Linked DNA regions of Rattus norvegicus: region 1 is linked to region 2. A link is a contact called in public Hi-C data. All regions are on one chromosome and are shown on one strand. The core of a region is the stretch at or near the end of the contact, and the rest is flanking DNA. Distances in the headings are between cores, read along the strand shown.

Region 1 (3,560 bases), core at 687-3,186, 160 kb after region 2:
TGTGTGTACATGTATGTGTGTACATGTATGTGTGTGTGTAGGTGTTCCTGTATATTAGTGTGTGTGTGTGTGTGTACATGTATGTGTGTGTGTGTGTAGGTGTTCCTGTATGTTAGTGTGTATGTGTGTATGTATGTGTGTGTGTATTTGTGTGTACATGTATGTGTGTACATGTATGTGTGTGTGTGTGTAGGTGTTCCTGTATGTTAGTGTGTGTGTGTGTATGTATGTGTGTGTGTATTTGTGTGTACATGTATGTGTGTACATGTATGTGTGTGTGTGTAGGTGTTCCTGTATGTTAGTGTGTGTGTGTATGTATGTGTGTGTATTTGTGTGTACATGTATGTGTGTACATGTATGTGTGTGTGTGTGTGTAGGTGTTCCTGTATATTAGTGTGTGTGTGTGTGTGTACATGTATGTGTGTGTGTGTGTAGGTGTTCCTGTATGTTAGTGTGTATGTGTGTATGTATGTGTGTGTGTATTTGTGTGTACATGTATGTGTGTACATGTATGTGTGTGTGTGTGTAGGTGTTCCTGTATGTTAGTGTGTGTGTGTACATGTATGTGTGTGTGTGTGTAGGTGTTCCTGTATATTAGTGTGTGTATTTGTGTGTGTGTGTGTGTGTGTGTGTGTGTGTGTGTGTGTGCGCATGCACACAATCAACCCTCCATATTTCTGGACTCCAAATATATCGATACAACCAACTACAGATCAAAAATATTCAGAAAAATGCATCTGTATAACATATACAGCCATTCTTCCCTTCCATCACCTTGAAATGATATGGTGTAACAACCACTTAGTTCTACTGTGTTCTGTAAGCAATCTAGACCCGAATTAAAGTATTCAGAAGAACATACATACACTGTGTTATATGAGGACTTTGGTAGCAGAGGTGGGTCCTGAAATTAAACTAGTTCCTCATGGACAGATACCAGAGAATGATTATACACACTCTCTCTCTCTCTCTCTCTCTCTCTCTCTCTCTCTCTCTCTCTCTCACACACACACACACACACACAAAGTATATAAATGTGCATTTATATTTATATATTTATATTTAGCTAATTATTTGGATCAAATAATCATTTATGGCAATTGGTGGTTTAAGCAGTAATGTTTTCAGTTACTCTAATGCATAGAAATGCTGCATGTTTACCAAGTTTGTGTAACTTGAGGTTTCCAGAAAATTCTATCCAGGAGTGAGGAATCACTCAGAGTAAGCACCTGTTTGTCTTGTTAATTTGTAACTTAAAACACTTTGTCTGACTCAACTCAAAAGAAGCCTCCAGTCTGAAATGATCAGTCACCCTAAATTAACATTGTGATCACTGCTGGCATGACCCTCTGTATAGCATTGTGCCCTCTATGCTGAATGTTCTGAATTATTCTCTAAGGGAGAAAATAGAGGATACTTTCTTATTCAAGAAATAGACTCTAAGTAAAAAAAATGTATCCTTCCTTCTAAGAAAAAGGCAGTGCACAACCAAAATTTGTGACTTTAAAACATTTAGTCCCTACTGATAGGGCTTTTATTGAAGTACATGAAAATATGAATACAGAAAATTATTCATGTAAAAATAAAAAGAGCCAAACTGCAGAGAAGAAACAGGTGGAATTTGTTGTTTTTCCTGCTTGGATGATTTTCCAAAGCTTCAGATCAAACATTGACCTTTCACCCAGGTGAACGACAGTGTAGTGAGAAAACTCTCTTCCCTGTTGGAAGGACATAGGCGGTGGAAGCCTGTCCCTGGACGGCTGCTGAGCTGAGTGGTGACTATGAGCAATTGCCATCTGACAGTTATTCTGTGGCTTAAGGAAAATGGCTGTGGTCACGCTCCGATTCCTGCTGGACAGGTATGTGCATCATAGGAAACCACCACTAAATCTGGCACCTCGATGATCTGTTATTGGCAGCAGGGAGCAAAGGCCTGAATCAGCACTCAGATGTGAGGGCTCTGACCATTCAACCTGGTCACTCCAGGTCAGGCTGGGAGAGGCATGAGTGCAGTGCTTAAAACTGGAACCTTTAAGGAGTTGATGCCTGATGCTATTTGACAGTCTGTGAATAAAATGGTTATTCAGATTCGAGGGTTTTCTATCTGGCTTAGTTTTATGGGCCTGATTTAACAACAGAAAGGAAATACCTCTTTTATTTTGAATATGATCATTTATCAGCCTATTAAAAATACAAGCAGTCATTCCAGGCCTGGTAGCATGTAACAGTGTAGCAGACACCTCAGACATGGCAGTAAGCAACACTGTAGCAGACACTTCCGGCATGGCAGTACTCAAGAGTGTAGCAGACACTTCAGGCATGGCAGTACTCAAGAGTGTAGCAGACACTTCGGGCATGTATGTAACAGTGTATCCAATAGCTTCAGGTTGCGGCAATCAGTCCCGGTGATGAGAAATTTCCTATTTTTACAGAATGACAAACTGATGTGTTGATGAAGAAAACCAAGAGTCCCAGTTGAATGTCGTTCTGCACCGAGACTGAGCATAGCTTTTAGTGAGTGAGCAGGTTACTGCTGGCCATTCAAGGGCAGCAGAGGCAACATGGTTCTACTCAGACAGCAGAATAACCAGGCTTTATTTACCTTAAATCCGAGGGTCCAGTAGTGCCAGCGCCCACTGCACAGATAGACAAACAGATCATTCATCCAGTAGTAGCTGTGTTTCCCTAACTTTTTCATATCTGCCTACTTTTACTTAACATGCAGTATAATAGATCCCCAAATTGTGGGAGCACGGTAGTGGATCAAAGGAACTCTAAGAGCAGTGGTACGAATATGTCAACAGTAGGATTTAACTGGCTCAAGAGGCTCCTCGGCCATTAAGCTGGGAAACTGAGGGGCTCTGGGGGCCCCCATAGCATTGTAGTTAGGACTGACCTCAGTAGCTTGGGCACAACTCCTGGTGGCCAATAAATGAGGTAAATTTAATAGCAGACTTTGAGGTGAACTAATGTTTTATTCTTCAGCCAACCAAGGCTGTAAGCACGGCTGGTCATGAGGAGCAGAGGGGAATATTTAGGAGTGTGGAGAGGCAGGCAAAGTGCTCATAAAGAACTTCAAAATGCTTATAAATGTGGTCGCGAAAAGACAAAGCATTGGAAGCAAAAGCAGATTTTCCAGAACAAATCTCTGAGATTCAGATGTATGTGTATATATGTCTATATGCACACACACACACACACACACACACACACACACACACACACACACACACACACATTTCCTGGTTGAACTATATTGATACAACCACTTTTTGCCAGAAACACAGGCAAAGAAACTTCTTTTTCTCCTTTAGGGAATATTGACTTTTCTTTTTCCTATGGCTGTTTCTTTTTAAAGTTGCATGGAGCAGCTGTAGTTACTGTAATTATACCAACCCAAAGCCTGGAAATGCAGGAGTCTGGAAATCACTTAGTATCACCACACAGAATGGCCTACTTCAGCCATGTTAGTCACTGGGAATACACAATTTTTCTCTACCACATCTTTGCTTGCTTTAGATAGTAATATATCATCTCAATTGATGTCATTCAAATTTAAA
Region 2 (3,310 bases), core at 618-3,117:
GATGCTGCCATGCTTCCTGCCATAATGATAACGGACTGAACCTCAGGACCTGTGAGCCAGTCCCAGTTAAAAGTTGTCCTTCATAAAAGTTGTCTTGGTCATGGCATCTCTTCATAGCAGTAAGACCCTAAGACACACGCGCTAGGCAAGCTTTCTACCATCAAGCTATATCCCAGCTACAAGTCAAGAGTATGTCTCCAAATTTTTCCTTTAAAAGATGGATTTATTTTACTTATTTAAATTAACATTTGAACTTTAATTTCCTCGTGTCTACTTCTAATTTGATCTGGGCAATGATTGATTTTTAAAATCCTATTTTGAGAAAGCAACCATTTACAATGACATACATTTGACCGTGTGTACTAGACAGAACATTTTATTAATATATTTACTCATTTTCCATCAAAAGCAGGAGCTATCACATACATAAATACAGCACTTATGGGTTCACTACGGTCCTAAAGGTGGGCTTGGAATGTATTACTTGCTGGCCTTTATCACTGGCAAGGTTAATATATGAGACATAACGAATTGAGTGTAAGCTTGAATAAATGAAAACTATGCATGTTTAATAATACAATTGAGGTTTATTCTGGGCTCTAAATAGTGTGGGGATGTATATGACCTTAAAACCTATATACACTTCACTGTTTCTTTTACATATGCCAGGTCTCCTCAGCAATTAACTGTGACAAAGGCACTACAACAGTTTTCATGGACTTTTAAGTTGACCTATTACATAAAAGATTCTTGGTGTATTTGTAGGGCTCATCCCAGGGTTCAAATCAGCTCTCAGGAGGTTCTTATATTGTTCACATCAACCCATTTGATATGTGATAACTTGGAGAGGGGAACAAAATGGATTAAATATATCTATGTATTGTATGTCTGTCTCTCCCCATAGCTGTGTGTCTAGATGCTGGTGGCATACATTGACTTTACAATCAAAGCTACAAGTCCTGGTTTTACCATTTCATCATTGTGAGACAACAGTTTAGTTTCTAGAAACCCAATGTTTTTTTTTTTTTAATCTAAGATGGTGATGTTAATAGTAATCTTATAATGTTCTGTGAGACATAGATGGGATGTTAGCATGGAGTGCTCGGTTCAGTGTCTGGGGCATAAATGGTGGTGGTTATCCTGATGATACAGAATTACTGTAATGGATATGTGTGTGTGTGTGTGTGTGTGTGTGTGTGTGTGTGTGTGTGTATGATATCTTAAAATAATATCATTGGGTTATATTTTATTTGACAAAATATAACCTATATAAAGATAGTTTTCAGATCTGTTAAAACTCAGATAGTCCCAGAGGAGTAAGTTACAACTGTTATTTACACAGTGCTTGAAATGATATATTTGTGTAACCTTCTCTGAAAAGGTTTATAAATAGCTTTCATAGGCATGGACTTTATTAGGGTCCCAGTCCTGAGGGGTCCATAGAATCTGGTCTAAAGATTGTTTAGGAAGATTATGGAACACTGTTTTGCCTCATGAGAGTTTGTGCCTGTTCAGATCCCCACTCTTGGCTCCAGCTCTCGACTATGGCTTTGTGCCCTTGGAGCTAACATGCTTGTTAAGAGCTGACTGTGACCACTGAGAGCTCTGGTACTCTGCACAGCATTACACAGAGCACTACATATACCCTGCACAGCACAATGCCGTACTTATTATTTCTGTAGGCTTTTTCCTTGTAACTATTTAAAACAAAACGAAGGCTGGCGAGATGGCTCAGTGCCACCACTGAGACTGACCGCCTCAGTTCCGTGCCTGGGACTCACATGTGCGAAGGAGAGACTGACCTCTGCAGCTGGTCCTCTGACCTCCACACACACCTTGGCATGTACACATCCCAGCCCTTCACAGGTAAATGATTAACAAAAGAACAAAAAGGGCGCTCACTTCACCGAAGGTCCAGATTACCTCTCGCTCTTCAGTACTCAGTTGATATGTCTCCATCAGGACAGCTTTGTGAGCAACGAGGCCTGTCCTGTTCTTCAGGCTCATGCTTCCTCTGACTGTGCTTCCTCTCCTGACTCCATTGCTTATCTCAGACAGGATGCATGTCTACTGTGAAACACTCAGATCACTCTTGCCTAGGGCCTGCGTTCTGCCTTTAGAAGTTACTTCAGCATGGTGACCTTCTCAGAAGGTCTTTACACCTTCTGTGGCCACTGGTGCAGAGCGCATGGTCAATCATTACGTTTCGACTTCTTAGCTCTTGAGAACCTGCACTACTGATCGCTCCCGCTTCAGGGGAGGACTTTCCCTGTCTTTTGAGGACACTGCAGTCCTCTGGTTTGTTTGCTGCTTTGTTACTGATTCCTCCTCCTGCTCTTTCCTAAACACTGTAGTTCTGGGCCCTCGTCCCTGAATCTCCTCGCTCTGTATACTCCCTCCATGGTTTCATGTGCACACATGTAAGTCTATGTATATAGAACTTTGGAAGCCCTTAGATGTAAGTGATATAGATATAAATTTTATCTCTGTTCTAGGACTCTGCCTCATTTCCAAGTGTGTATTCTCAGAGATCATTTGACAGCTCTACCTGGATGCCAACAGCTTCTTTAACCAGATCTCTGGTCTTTACTAGATCACTCCATTCCCTGCCTGTTTTTTTAAAAATAATTAAGAAGTATTATTTATTATTACTGTATGTAGATGATTTTTGTATGTGTTTGCTATGTGTTGTGTGGAAGTTAGAGGGCCTGGGATTGAACCCTGATCGTGAGCTGGGTAAGCGCTTCACCCATTAAGCTGTTTTGCTACCCTTCACTGTTTTCTCAACTAAGTTTTAGGTGAACATGCAGAGCATGGGTTGCACTCTGGCATTGTATGACACGAGTCACTGCAGCTTACTCTCCTGTCTCCCCTCGCCCTTCTTCTCCAGTCTCCTGTTACCGCTTGGCATCATGGCCGTGTCCACACTTGCTCTACCTTTGACTCTGAACACAAACTGTTGTCTTTGTTTTGAAGGTAGAGTAAGAACACAGTGTTTTGTTTTTCTCACTCCTGTGTTTCCATCCTGGTCTGAATTACTGTAATTGGGAAACTTGGGGAACTGTGGTAGCTCTCTAATCACCATCCACCTTCGACCCTGAAAATTTCCTCTCAGCAGCCACAGCTCGCTGCTGGTTATTTTACCTCTGCTTAACTACTCCAGTGGATTCCACCTTTTTATTTTTTGGGATAAAAGGTAGTTCCTATGATAACCTTCCAGAGCTCACACTCTCTGCTCCCTCTTCTCTCCAGCCTCCTTCTTTCACTCACTTTCACTCACTCAGAGTCAGCTCCTGGCTGTTTCTTCACA

What was found. Hi-C and Micro-C count contacts between places; a contact is called where the count stands out from the background.
Region 1: a Hi-C map of liver shows a contact between it and region 2, with 6 times the contacts expected there. The contact joins two enhancer-like sites. A contact is called at or near these places in 5 of 12 Hi-C or Micro-C datasets (the A7r5 cell line, the Rat2 cell line, frontal cortex and 2 more).

Annotation. Positions count from the first base shown.
Region 1 is chr1:23,676,760-23,680,319 of GRCr8, forward strand. It overlaps LOC108349443 (a long non-coding RNA gene), which reads left to right. Exons shown (of 3, transcript XR_001835565.3): 1 at 1-1,859. Among named protein-coding and RNA genes, the nearest start is that of Snord100, 180 kb to the left of the region's middle. Within about 2 kb of position 1,937, at least 1 of the 93 cell types and tissues checked has an H3K27ac peak or open chromatin away from gene starts, as enhancers often do. A contact at or near this core is called in liver, where this site is marked.
Region 2 is chr1:23,518,839-23,522,148 of GRCr8, forward strand. It overlaps LOC103690933 (a long non-coding RNA gene), which reads left to right. Exons shown (of 5, transcript XR_589877.4): 1 at 1-3,310. Among named protein-coding and RNA genes, the nearest start is that of Snord100, 19 kb to the left of the region's middle. Within about 2 kb of position 1,868, at least 2 of the 93 cell types and tissues checked have an H3K27ac peak or open chromatin away from gene starts, as enhancers often do. A contact at or near this core is called in liver, where this site is marked.